Linked DNA regions of Mus musculus: all the other regions are linked to region 1. Evidence: chromatin contacts called from public HiChIP or PLAC-seq and promoter capture Hi-C data. All regions are on one chromosome and are shown on one strand. The core of a region is the stretch at or near the end of the contact, and the rest is flanking DNA. Distances in the headings are between cores, read along the strand shown. Region 1 holds the start of Rmnd5a (required for meiotic nuclear division 5 homolog A). Region 2 overlaps Rmnd5a (required for meiotic nuclear division 5 homolog A). Region 3 overlaps Gm30582 (a long non-coding RNA gene).

What was found. Promoter capture Hi-C pulls out the DNA fragments that hold promoters and counts their contacts. HiChIP or PLAC-seq counts read pairs in DNA pulled down with a chosen protein or histone mark.
Region 2: a contact with region 1 is called in an H3K27ac HiChIP or PLAC-seq map of double positive thymocytes, with 7 read pairs. The contact joins the enhancer-like site here to the promoter of Rmnd5a in region 1. A contact is called at or near these places in 2 of 39 promoter capture datasets (macrophages and maxillary cranial neural crest), 5 of 484 Hi-C or Micro-C datasets (the C10 cell line, LSK cells, embryonic stem cells and 2 more), 3 of 115 datasets of contacts at active chromatin or transcription factors (double positive thymocytes and embryonic stem cells) and 2 of 9 other capture datasets (adipose tissue and pancreatic islet).
Region 3: a promoter capture Hi-C map of liver shows a contact between it and region 1. The contact joins the enhancer-like site here to the promoter of Rmnd5a in region 1. A contact is called at or near these places in 2 of 39 promoter capture datasets (liver and macrophages), 50 of 484 Hi-C or Micro-C datasets (the 3T3-L1 cell line, the 63-12 cell line, B cells and 38 more), 13 of 115 datasets of contacts at active chromatin or transcription factors (the HPC-7 cell line, bone marrow-derived macrophages, embryonic stem cells and 7 more) and 2 of 9 other capture datasets (adipose tissue and macrophages).

Annotation. Positions count from the first base shown.
Region 1 is chr6:71,438,740-71,443,026 of GRCm38.p6, reverse strand. Rmnd5a (required for meiotic nuclear division 5 homolog A) reads left to right here and starts at 2,390. Exons shown (of 9, transcript NM_024288.2): 1 at 2,390-3,029. The coding sequence starts at 2,888.
Region 2 is chr6:71,394,250-71,398,536 of GRCm38.p6, reverse strand. Rmnd5a (required for meiotic nuclear division 5 homolog A) reads left to right here. Exons shown (of 9, transcript NM_024288.2): 6 at 11-176; 7 at 1,583-1,685; 8 at 3,758-3,912. Among named protein-coding and RNA genes, the nearest start is that of Cd8a, 23 kb to the right of the region's middle. Within about 2 kb of position 2,291, at least 17 of the 459 cell types and tissues checked have an H3K27ac peak or open chromatin away from gene starts, as enhancers often do. A contact at or near this core is called in double positive thymocytes, where this site is marked.
Region 3 is chr6:71,473,582-71,477,868 of GRCm38.p6, reverse strand. All of the region lies in intron 1 of Gm30582 (a long non-coding RNA gene), which reads left to right. Among named protein-coding and RNA genes, the nearest start is that of Gm30582, 3.4 kb to the left of the region's middle. Within about 2 kb of position 2,063, at least 5 of the 459 cell types and tissues checked have an H3K27ac peak or open chromatin away from gene starts, as enhancers often do. A contact at or near this core is called in hepatocytes, intestinal villus epithelium and liver, where this site is marked.

The DNA.
Region 1 (4,287 bases), core at 1,141-3,640:
TGGAGGGAGATATCCTGATTAGTCACCGTAGCTTACTGAGAATCTGAAATGTGGTTAGTACACTTAAGGAACTGAATTTTTGATTTCACATGAATTTTAAGTAGCTACCTGGGATTGGTACTTTGTGTATCTGTGCAGACTCAGGTGTTATCAATAGATAGAATTTGTCCTGTTGCTGGAAGAGAAAAATCTGAAAGCTTATGATAAGTAATCAGCATGGGGCTTGGCATGAATGAGCCGTGCTCGGCTCACACTGAGAGTAACAGTGCTGGGTAGTAGGATGGGGCTGTGACAGGTCACACTGGGCATCATGCAGCTCACTGGATTTGAAACTGCAGTTAGTGAAGAGTCATTACTTCTGATTGGTAGCTAAGAATAGCTCTTACAGCCGGGCGTGGTGGCGCACACCTTTAATCCCAGCACTTGGGAGGCAGAGGCAGTCGGATTTCTGAGTTCGAGGCCAGCCTGGTCTACAGAGTGAGTTCCAGGACAGCCAGGGCTACACAGAGAAACCCTGTCTCGAAAAAAAAAAAAAAAAAAAAAGAAAGAAAAAGAAAAAGAATAGCTCTTACATGCGCCAGGCATTATGTTGAAGGTCTTACATGGATTATCTCATTTATTTAGTTATTCAAACAACTTCTAGGAAAAAAAAGGGGAAGAAGAGAGAGAGAGAGAGAGAGAGAGAGAGAGAGAGAGAGAGAGAGAGAGAGAGTGTGGGTGTGACTGAAACTATCAAGGAGATCCTTGGTTCAAGGGGAAGAACAAGGTTTGTCTGTGCAGTGTGGCAGCTAAAGAAGGAAACAGCTTCAGAGGGGTCAAGTGAAGGTTGCTAAGTCAGGTCCACTCCATCCCCAAGCAGGAAGAACTAAAGTACAGCCAGGCAAGGACGCTCTAGACAGCAGTAAGATGATGCCAGGCACCCTCGGGCTTGTTTTACAAAGGAAGAGGGCCCTTTCTTCTTTTGGATGCCTGAGTATTTTCACAAAATGGATGGTAGCTAGAAAACCTTTTGAGGAGAATGGCAAGATTGATGGAGCTAAAAGGTTTTTTATTTTCGAGAAGTAGGAATCAGGGCCATCTGCCAAGAAAGAGGACTAAAAGCAAATGGCGTGATGAGGGACAGAAAGGAGCCCTGAAATACCATCAGCTGAACTTCCAAATATCCAGGACCACTAAAGGCCATCATATATAACCACCCGCCCACTAGCTGCCACATTATAAAAACGGAAATTGAACTTTAAAAAGGTTACCACCTGAATTAAAGGAAAAGAAAGACTGTCCACCAGGGTGCTGGCTGTGTTCTAGAAACAAACAGGCCACAACAAAAGGGGTTACCCTTCATAGTATTACTTAAGTGGTGCAACCAAAACAAGCAAAACTCCAAACAATTATTATTTTAGACTTTGACAAGTGATGTGTGAGAGAAAAAAAAAATTGTGCTGTAAGAGATACAATGAATTGATGGAGAAAATTCGGGGAGGCAGAGGTGATACAACCATGGTGGAAGTAGGAATGCTATGAGCAGGCAAGCAAGCTGGCAACTGCAGGCCCAGGAAGGCGGACTCTCCCAGGCCCAGGCTGTGAGGCAGGGACTTGACGAAAAGCTAGTAGGGTAGAAGCCTGGTGAGCAAGAGGGCACAGGCCAAGGCCAGAACCCCGTGGTAAACCAGGGCAAAAGCCCTACGCCAAGGTAAGGGCAAGGAGCAAGGGCCAGGTTGCTCAGCTCGCCCACGCGTGTTCGTGACCGCCGCCAAGATGCCCAGCACGTGGACAAGGCGACAGGGAAGGCCACTTGCAGGCCGAGGGGCGTCAAGAACGAGCCAACGCTGGGCGCGGGCCATCCCTCTAAGAGCTACCACCTTCCATCGGGTTAGTGACCCCGCCCGGGCCCTCCGCCACTAGGCGGCCAGACAGACATCCTTTGGCCCCGGAGGTGGGCCTCTCAGTCGAAACTCCGGCCAAAATTCCATGCGGAGAAAACACAAATTGCAATCAGGGCGAAATCCTGGAGAAAACAGCCCCGTTAATTGCTGTCATGTTTCCCCTCGCGGCTTCCCAGTAGAAGCGCCAAGCTCCGCTCTTCAAGCCAACCCCCCTCCAACAGCGAGCGCATTGGTTTGGCTCCTCAGTCTGGATTGGCTGAAGTTTTACGCCTCGGCCCAGGATTGGAGGATGTTTGTCTCGCTCCTAACCCCCGCGTCGATTGGTCACTCTTCTGCTTCTGGGCGGAGCATCCGGGGACGGTTTCCACCCTCTTGTTTACCGGCCGCGTAGTTGACGCTATCGCTAAAGTTCCCTGTTCAGCTGCGCGGGCCAATTGCGTCGCTCGCCCCGCCCTCGCCCCGCCCTCGCCGCGCTCCCTCACGGCCTCCCGCGTGGTACGGCCCACACCTTCAGAACGCCCGCGCGCCCTCCGCCCGTGCTCGCCCGCTGCTTCCCCCTGACCCCTCGCCGAGTCCGCGATTGGTACGGCCCGCGCCGCCTCCTCCGCTCGTGAGGGAGGCTCGACCCCCTCCCGGGCCGCGGCTATTGGTGCCGCCCGGGAGAACCAGGTCATCGGCCGGTTCCCGTGAAAACAAAAACAATCGGCGGCGCCGCCGAGGGGCGGCCGAACGCGGCGAGCCAGGGGGGCCCGGGGCGAGACGCGGCGCCGGGTAGGGCGGGCGAGCGAGCGCGAGCGGCGGGGCCGGGGCGCCATGGGGCGGGAGGGCACAGGCTGCGCGGGGCTCCCCCGGCGCCGCGGCTAGCGCGCCCGTCTTGCCTTCGCCTCCCGCGCCGCCCGCTCGCCGCCTTGGGGGAGGAGGAGCAGGACGCGGCCTCGGTGGGGCCCGGGCCGAACCACTGCGGACCCCCGGGCGCCGGGGAGCCGAGCGCCGCGGTCTCCGGCATGGATCAGTGCGTGACGGTGGAGCGCGAGCTGGAGAAGGTGCTGCACAAGTTCTCGGGCTACGGGCAGCTGTGCGAGCGGGGCCTGGAGGAGCTCATCGACTACACCGGCGGCCTCAAGCACGAGATCCTGCAGAGCCACGGTGAGGGCGGGCGCGTGGGCGCGCGGGGGTCGGGGCCCTGCGCTGCGTCTGCTGGTCCCCAGGCCGCGGCGACCCGCCCGGAAACGCGGTGGCCTGGGGCGGGGCTGGGGGTCTTGCGGGGTCCTGCGGGCCGCAGGTGTGCGAGTGATAACGAGGGTCTGCGCAGGACTTTGTCTAGTTTTCGGCCTCGCAGACTTTTCTCCCTGATGGTTCTTAGTTTAACGTTCTTAGCTGTGGGTTGGTTTCTACATCATCGGCTGCTGCAACTTCAGAGTTGGACTGATGTGGGCAGGCAGTTCTTCTAAACTCTTCCTAGGAAGCCGGCCGATTTAAACCATTCAGCGTCCCTGCTGTAGCCTCTGTACAGTCCGACCGGGCAGATGTCGAGTTGCTAGTTACTTACCTAGTCCAGTTTGTACTTGTTAATAATCCTTTCAGAAAACAGCTTTTCCGTAGAAGGTGTTTTGCCTACGTTATTTCATCAGTGGCCCTACGTCTTGTACCACAGATGCCAAGGCTAACTCTGAGAAAGAGTTTTGTGTTTTAAAAATAACACTAAAGGTCTGGTACCTTGGAGCCACAATGCTGACTCTTTCTGAATGAGAGATAAAGGACTTGTAATATTATGGATTTACTCAAGAGTCCGGGCCCTTGTCAGTTTTGTGGGCTGAACAGAAATTAAAGGGATATTTATTAGTCAGGGAGAAATGAGGATGTAGCAGGTGAGATTAAGGCAGTGTTAGCCCTGCCTCTCCTCTCCTTTCCTCTACACCTTTATTTCCCAAACACTTCAGTTGTGGGTGACTGCTCCTCCCTGGTAAAGGAGTCTGACAACTTCTGACACAGCTGTCACTTTGGAACGCTGTATAAATATATGCAAAACATGTTGATGGCTTCATGCGAAAAGATTATTTGACTGAATTGATGGTGATGGTATACTTGATGCTAACAGAATAAGGTGGGGTGTGAGAAAATCTGTTGAATTTTGACTCATGAGATTAAAGGGTTTGAATATATGTGAGGTGTATATATAATATATATATATATATATTACATATATACATACACACATATATGGATAGATATAGATATTCTTGGAATATATGTGAGCTAAAATTGGTTGTTTTCTTTTGCTTGTGGTGTTTTGAGGTAAAATCTCTCTGTGTGGCCCAAGCCAGCTTTGAATTTATAATCTTGTCTTCATCTTTCTAGTGTTGGGATTCCCAGTGTGCCCCTCTGTGTTTTCAGATATTTCTAG
Region 2 (4,287 bases), core at 1,042-3,541, 44 kb after region 1:
TTTCTTTTAGACATTCAGGTATTGATGGGAAGCCTCGTGTACCTGCGACAAGGGATTGAAAACTCACCATATGTTCACTTACTTGATGCAAACCAGTGGGCTGACATCTGTGACATCTTTACACGGGATGCTTGTGCCCTCCTGGGGCTCTCCGTGGAGTCTCCTCTCAGTGTCAGGTGTAGTAATGGGCTCTGGTTGCTCTGAAATGGGCATTATACTGGGTGGCTTTTCCTGGTCCTTTAATCAAACCAGTAGATTGTGTTGTCTTTCTGGAGACGTATAATAGTTGGTACTTGAAGTGCTTGCCACAGATGGCAATGACACAGTTTAGGTCAGCAAGTTCTCCAAATGTGACCCGGGAGCCAGGGAGTCCCAAAACCCTTTCCACTGCTGACATTTGCACGGATGATGCAGAAGCAGAAGTAAGTTAAATGTCAGGGTCTGTGTTGTGGGGACACTGATGCCAGCCTCAGCAGGTATCATCACTACCATGCTGGCTGCCTAGGAAATGCTTGCTGAGCTCTGCAGTACTTTGGGTGGGCAATAGATACTTGCTTTCAGTTGATATTTGGGTCTGGATCTTCTTAGCATTCTCTGTGACACAATAGGGCATTTGCATAAAGCGTTTAGTTTCTCACCACAGTATGATGCTTGTGTTGACAAAGCACCTGTGTTATGTCTTGTTGCAGAATACAGTTTTTACTTGAACTCATTTGCGACAGACACTCAAATTTATTGTGTTTATTGTGATTTATAAATGAATCAATCAGTAAATTTAATTTCTAACAAAAAGTGATCTACTCTATGAAAACCAAACCACAGTTTATTGACATTCTTGGTTTTAAGTTATTTTTCCAAGTGAATGAAGTAAGTTTGTCACAGTAAAGGAAGCAAGTGTGTGCATCTTTCCATACAGTGATAAAGGTCACGATTTTAGACTAAAGTTAAAAGTTTTGGTTCTGAGCTTGAAAGCCTTTTCTGATGAGACTGGCGAAGACATTGTAGTTTAAAAAAAATAACTGTAAACTGGTGGGAAAACTTTGGAATGTTTTATTCATATAACCTTGCATAATCATACTTAAAGAGAAGACAGGCCCAGAAGAGTCTCCTCCCCTTTAAATGCTAAAGCACAAGTCCACCGTGTCTGAGGCACACTGGTCTTTAGGCCTTGCATTTCCCTCACCCCTCCTTGAAGTGATGCGATTTGTGCTCATGATGACGGCTCGTCCCTCTCAGCACAGAAGGCCAGCGCTACCTCTCTCCTGATAGGCAAGCCAAGTATCTTTTTAATTACTGAGGGGTTAGTGGAAATTAAATGTCCTATCAGAACGCAATCTTTTGAAAGCTTGCTCTTCTTCTTCCTTCTCCCACGCTGCCTAGGGTTATGTGACAGTGCTAGAAGTTTGTGTTTTACTTGTAAAGAGGATTACGTTTTAGTAATTATAGGAAATAGAGCTGAGGACTGGGAGCATGAGGGAGAAAAAAGTTGAGTTGTTTTCTTTTTAGAGGAATAGCTGTCCTGCACCTGCTGTAGGGTTAGCATCCCTGGGGTTGGCACTGATGCTTCCTCTTTTGCCCTCAGTTTCTCAGCAGGTTGTGTGGCGCTGCCTGCGCTAATTAACATCAAAGCTGTGATTGAGCAGAGGCAGTGTACTGGAGTTTGGAACCAGAAAGACGAATTACCTGTGAGTTCAACTTGACAATCCTTGAAGATGAATGTTTAAATTTCGCCATTTAACCAGAAAACGCTATTGTAGCTATTCAACATGTTTTGTTTGTTTGTTTGTTTTTGTTTCTGTTTTTGTTTTAATGCACATAACATGAGTGAAAAATAAGGTTGGGAGTATAGCTCAGTGGAAGACCATTTGCCTAGCAGGCTTGAAGCTTTGAGTCTAGTCTCAGCACCGCTCTAAAAAGGAAACAAGTCAGTTAACTAGTTAAAGTTAAAATAGGTATAGGGAGGTGATGGGAGAGTTAGGAAGATGTTTGTAAATTTGAGACCAGCCTACATACTATGTTCTAGGGTAATCAGGGCCTCTTAGTGAGACACTATCTTAACAACAACAACAACAAAAATGAAACAAGAAAATAAATTTGAGGGACTTTAACCTGTAATTTCCATTTGTGAGAAAATTATGTCACAGATGCCGGAGGGTTAAATTAGTCAGCCATTGACATGAGCTGCTTTTTTTTTTACCACACCTGCACACAGATTTGTCTGTAGCTAGCTTGTTCTTTCAGTTGTAAGCCTGTCAGTTGGTTGCACCAACTATAGCAGCTTGTCAAGAGGATGCTTTGTGTTAAAGGCACAGGTGTCTTCCCAGTGCTACATGTGCTCAGGATATAAGCAGCACTGTACTCTGCTGCTGCTGCTGCTGCTGCTGCTGCTGCTGCTGCTGGAGCAAATGAAGAACTCTTTTTCTTAAGCAGATAACCAGCTTCTGGCAGTTGCATGATCTTGCTGTGAGTGTTTTTGAAATATGCACACTGAAGTAGAGTAATCTGTAGGGGATCTCAGCTAACAGCATGCTCTTGACTGGAAAAGCAACAAGAGGTAGTGGTTGGTAATCTTTCCTCAGGAAAGATTTGTTGTGCTTTTGGCTTTTGCCCCCCCCCCCCTTTTCTTTTTGGGGGCTCAGGGGATACTCTTAATATGTAGGCCAGTTGGGGTTTCCTCTGATCCCCCTGGGCACTGGGTTTATAGGTGTGTTCCACCGTTTTTGCAGTACTGTAGTTTGGACTCAGATCCTTGTGCACACTGAATTCCTCCCCCTTTGTCAGTTTTTCTTAAAGATCGTTATTAATCGACTTAAGTCTGTGTGTCCCTGGCTGGCGTGGAACTCGTTTTGTCTAGATTGTATCAATCAGACTGGCCTCAAACTCAAAATCCCCTTTCTCTGCTGGGATTAAAGGTGTGTGCCACCACACCTGGCAGTAATGGACTTTGAGAATAAGAAGGAAGGAACACGAAGTATTTGTGGAGGCTCTGGTATTCAGTAGCAGGTCTGATAGATAATTTCAAACTTTTATATGGTTTGATTTATTTGTGGCAAAAACACAATGTTGATATCATGCCGTGAGCTTTTAATGTGAACAAATGACTAAAAGTCATGTTGCGATTAAGCTTAAGCTGATGTCACAAGCCTGCAATTCCAGATATGTAGGAGGCTGAGGCAAGAGGATTGTAAAATCAAGGCCTGCCTGGGCAACTTATGGAGATCCTATCTCAAAAGGCACAGAAAGGGGGCACATGCACAGGGGTGATGGTCAGGAGCTAGGATGGGGCGCTGGACTAAAGCTCGCCTAGCCACATGCAAACCCTGCATTGGACTCCAGCACCGGGGAGAAACAAAAACAGAAACTTTGCCTACCTCCCTGCTTCAGGTTTTTTCTGGACCATTTCATACAAATTACATAGGAAACTCAGATCTGAAGTCACCCAGAAGGTAACTATATTTAGACTGCCCTTGGAGGAGTTGTTGCGCTGAATTTATCACCTAACCAAGCACTTCTACAGAGCAGTCAGACTGTCTGCTTCTGCTCTTGGTATATGTTCTGGTGAAATGACAAGGTATTTAGGCAGGGGATGTAGCTTAGTGGTGGGCCAGGCTGCCTGGTACCACCACAAACAGATACTCAACTTCTGAAGCATCATGTTTGATTTTCTCAGACCTCAGATTGCAGTTTGAAAAGCAGTGTTGTAGTTTTTCAGATAGGAGATTTAACTAGTCTTTGTGCATTTCTCTTTTTTGAATAGATTGAAGTGGACCTTGGTAAAAAGTGCTGGTATCACTCCATATTTGCCTGTCCCATTCTTCGTCAGCAAACAACAGATAACAATCCACCCATGAAATTGGTTTGTGGTCATATTATATCAAGAGACGCCCTGAATAAAATGTTTAATGGTAGCAAGTAAGTGTCTGACTTCTTAAGCATTAAGTAGATCTGTCTTGCAGGAAGTAAGATGTAATAAGGATAAATGAGTGAATCCAAAATCTTTTGTATGTTTGTTCGTTTGTTTTGTTTTCCGAGACAGGGTTTCTTTGTATAGCCATGGCTGAGTACTGGAATTAGTGTGTAACACTGTGCTCAGCCATAACTATATTTAGAAATGAGTTTTCTTAACTAGTCATAGAAAGTGGATTGCATCTAATCTCTTTGGTTAGTTTAGCCAGCTCAAGGATTTGAAAATTAGACTTATAAATGTACTCGGATCCTTGTGTGGCCCTCTCTCCAAGGCTTAAGAATTGTCTTCTGTGCATATCCTTCTCCCTTCTGGGTTTCGCT
Region 3 (4,287 bases), core at 814-3,313, 35 kb before region 1:
GATGGGTAAATATGTCTTCTGACATCCTTGGACAGATTATGTTCAGAAGGTTGCATGGGATGAAACAGTCAGCCTTCTATAGTGCTGTTCATCTCAAGGCACAGCCTCTTGTCAGTCTACTCTTTCCCCTTGGGATTATTATTTTTTTCTTCAATTAAAACCCTTATTCAAACCAGACATTATTATGTAAATCTCTAATCTTAACTTGGGGGAGACAGAGGCAGGGGAGGAAGTCTATGTGGGTTCAAGGCCACCCTGGGGCAAGCTAGCCAGGCTATGTAGTATGACACCTTGTGGATGGATAAATAGATAGATAGATAAAAATAAGTACTGTACTCTGAAGTATTTTTCTCGGGCTTTGCTTTCAGGAATGCAGACTTTTAATTTTTTATTTTTTTGGTTTTTCGAGACAGGGTTTCTCTGTATAGCCCTGGCTGTACTGGAACTCACTCTGTAGACCAGGCTGGCCTCAGAAATCCGCCTGCCTCTGCCTCCGAGTGCTGGGATTAAAGGTGTGTGCCACCACACCCGGCTGAATGCAGACTTTTAAAAATCTGGGTCTCAAGCAGGGAATATTTGTATCTATGTTCAAGGTTGGTTTGAACATCAAATAGTGTGATGGTTAACTTAGCTGTCAACTTTGGATTGAGAAGAGCCTATACTAGTAAAAATTCACTTGTGAGCATGTCACTGGGCATTTCTAGAGACTGTTGGTACAGCAGCTGAGAGGGGTGTCTCCCCTGAATGTGGGCAATGCCACTCAATAGGCTAAGAGTGCTGCAGAGATAAGGGGTCAGCCAGCTAGCCCAAGCGTCTCTTTTCCTGAACCATTTAATCCGATTACCATCTACCATGGGGAAGTAAACACCACTAGGACTATTGCAAAAGCTCCCCTAGCCAAGACAGACTTCAGAGTATCATGTTCACACTGGTTCTCCATTCTCCTCTGAGGTCGTATCAAGTGCACCAAGGAACCTTCCCTGGAAATGTCTCCCACTCGACCTCCCCTTTTCATTCATCTTTCTTTTCTGTGATATTTATTTTGTGTGTGCACACGTAGCACATATGTGGAGGTTAGAAGACAGCATCCAGGAACCAGGGCTTGCCTTCCACTACCTGGGTCCTGGGGATCAAGCTGAGGTCATCAGCTTGGCAGCTGTGCCTTTAGCCCTTGAGCCATTGAATGACTGTCATTGACCTTATGGTTTGTCATACCTTAGCATTTCTTCCAACTACTTCCACAAACACCTCCCCTCTGCTCCCCTTGTGTCTAGTTCAGAGCCATCCTTCCTTTCTGCTCCTCCTCTCTCTCTCCACTTCCTGAAGCTACAGATTGCAGTTCCCTGTTCACCTATTTCTCCTCTTGACTTTTGTGTCTCAGCTCACAACACACCCAGGATTTCCTTCTTACTTCCCTAGAGCTAACCCACTAGCAGCGACCTCAACCTGTGGCATTTCCATTTCTGAAACTCCATCTTGTTTCAATCCATACCTAAAAGCCACCTGCGAAGTCTTAACCATGTAGTTATGCAACCCTGGCTATATGCACTGTGTTTGTACTATTCTTCTTCCAACTGTGTATGTATGGAGACAATTTGAATGCCATAATATAGGGACAGGGAGCCCAGCCAGGCCAGGAGTCTGGACTTACAGGCAGTTGTAAGCCACCTGGCATGGGTGCTGAGAACTGAACAGGTCCTCCCTCTGGAACAGCAGTAAGTTCTCTATAACTGCTGAGCCATCTCTCCAGCCCACAGAGCAGAAAGTTTTATGGAGACACTTTTCCAGAGATGTTCAGAGGGTATCTCTTGAGTACTTGACCACATATAGATCAATGTGTGCATGAGAAAGAATTTCCCAAGCTGGATGAAGAGCCACTAAAAGGAATAGATATATCAGTAACTGGAATTCACGCAGAAATGAGAATAAGGCTTTTCCCCCACAGACTAGGGAGGGAAAGTTTATTATTTATAAGACCTTGGCTAACATACAAAGTGTCACCTCATTGGGAGAGTAACTAGCTTTAATGTCTGCACTGGTCTGCTCTCACCTGACAGATCAGGAAGGCAAGGTCCAAAGTATCACTGTTCCAAAGTAACAGTTACACACCAGAGCAGAGCTTGCTAGTATGTTTATCAGCTTTTTATCACTGCAACAAACATTGGAAATGATCTTACAAAGAGAAAAAAATTACTTGGCTCAAGAGTTGAGAGGATTTCGCCGCCAATGGTGGTTGGCTTTGAATCTATGATGAGGTAGTTTAGCAGCAACGACATGTGGCAAGAAAAAGCTCATTGCTAGGAAGAAAAGAGGAGGCCAGAACTTAGTGTCCTCCTCTGCCCTTCTCTACCTTACCATCATTTGTTGGAGTCATAATCTCTTTTGAGGGTACACCCTCAATGACCTAAAGACACCCTCTCACTGGACCTGTCTATTAAAGGACCCACCATATCCAAATAGCTTCACCTGGGTCCAAGCCTTTAAGATACAGATCATCCAATCTTAGCATCTGAAAAATAGTCATGAAAACAAAGCTTGACAGTAGTCAGAAAGGCACATTACATGCAGAGGCACATTTATAAGGGCAACTTCAGATTTATTGTAAAAATTTTTAATTTAATGTGATAAACAAGGGCTGGGGATAAAATATCAATGTCAATGGGTAAAAGCACTTGACACATAAGCATAAGGACCTGAGTTTGAATCTCCAGAACTCATTAAAGGTCAGTACAGCAGCAAGTGTCTATAATTCCTGTCCTCTTAAGACAAGATGGGAGGCAGGCATAGGAGAATCCATAGAAGTCTGTGGGCCAGATAGGCTGCCATTCATGAACGAAAACAACAAAAGAGAGCTGTCTCTAAGGATGTGTAGAAGCAAGAACCAACACCCAAAGTTGTAGTCCACTCATGCACCATTATGTGGACATTCTGTGGCATGCATGCACCCAATTACACACATGAAAATGCACATAGACATGCACACACAGTATGGGACAATAGTACACATACATACAATTTTATAAATTACTTTCTTCACTTAGAAATGTATTCTGCTCTTTCATTCCTGTAACACCATTCATCCGTGTTTAGCTATATCATAATCTATGCAACCAAACCTCTAATCTTTCAGATGGACATTTTCAATATTTGGAATTCCAATGGGCATTGCCAACCATCTTTGATTCTCTTACATGATCCCACAAGTTATCATAACTGATCATTTTCTTAGGAGAAATTCTATAAAAAATATTTTTAACCAAAGGGCAGGAATATTTAAAATATTTTTGATATATTCTATTACCCATCAAAGAAGTTATACATCCCTCACCATCACTGCACATACTTTTTTTTTTCAAAATATACTCCATAAGTGTAGAGCAAGCATGAAGATCATATATATTCTGTGACCCTTTTTTATCCGTGTGTGGGCAAATGGAATGCAAATGAGGCTGCTTTCTACATCTAAATTGGAGTTAGGATACACAGCTCAAGGTAATCACAGTGAAGCAGATAAATTTCCATAGAACTAGGAACAGAAGGCATTCACCTCTGTATAAAAATAGAAGAAAAAAAGGCCTTCTTGAGGAGATAGGAAGCAATCAATAATATACCCATTTTTGTTAGTCTTGTAAAATTGTTTTTTAATACATTTAAAAAAGGGGGGGGGGGCTAAAGGGTCATTCCAAAGCTGGAGGATGACAGTCCCAGGAGGAGACTTGAAGGGTCAAAGTCAGTAGAAAAGAAGGCCCTGGGAGATGTGCGGAATAAAATGTAAATGACTGTTCTGTGAGGTCCAGAGAATGATCTGTGATCGCTGTTTATTTTTTCAATGAGCAAGTTTATGTTAAGTCTCTAGTAAGCAAAAAGTAAGAGAACAAATAGTGAGCACCACTAGAGAGAAGCAGCAGGCAGACAACAAAATGTGATCAGGTCAGGGGCTCACAACATCTACAGAGTCGGGAGAAGCCCGACTGAGAACATGGACAGAAGGTAACACCGTCAAATCAGAGGTTACAAGCGTCCAGCAGAAAATGAACTGTGGGGATTGAGGCAGTCTGCTGGCTGTCCTGATTGGAAGAGGTTGGGGCAGAGACTCCTTTCTGTCCCTTTCATGGATAAGCTCCCGGGATGAACTTCTGGCCTCATGTTCCCGCTGTAGGCATTTTAATATGACCGGGTGAAAATAGTAAGCTTGGTTAGGAACTGTTCACTTTCTAGCTGTCCTCCATGACTTGTTGGCTTTGGTACCTATGCTTGCTTGTTTCCCTTTCTCCTTGCTGTGGAGTC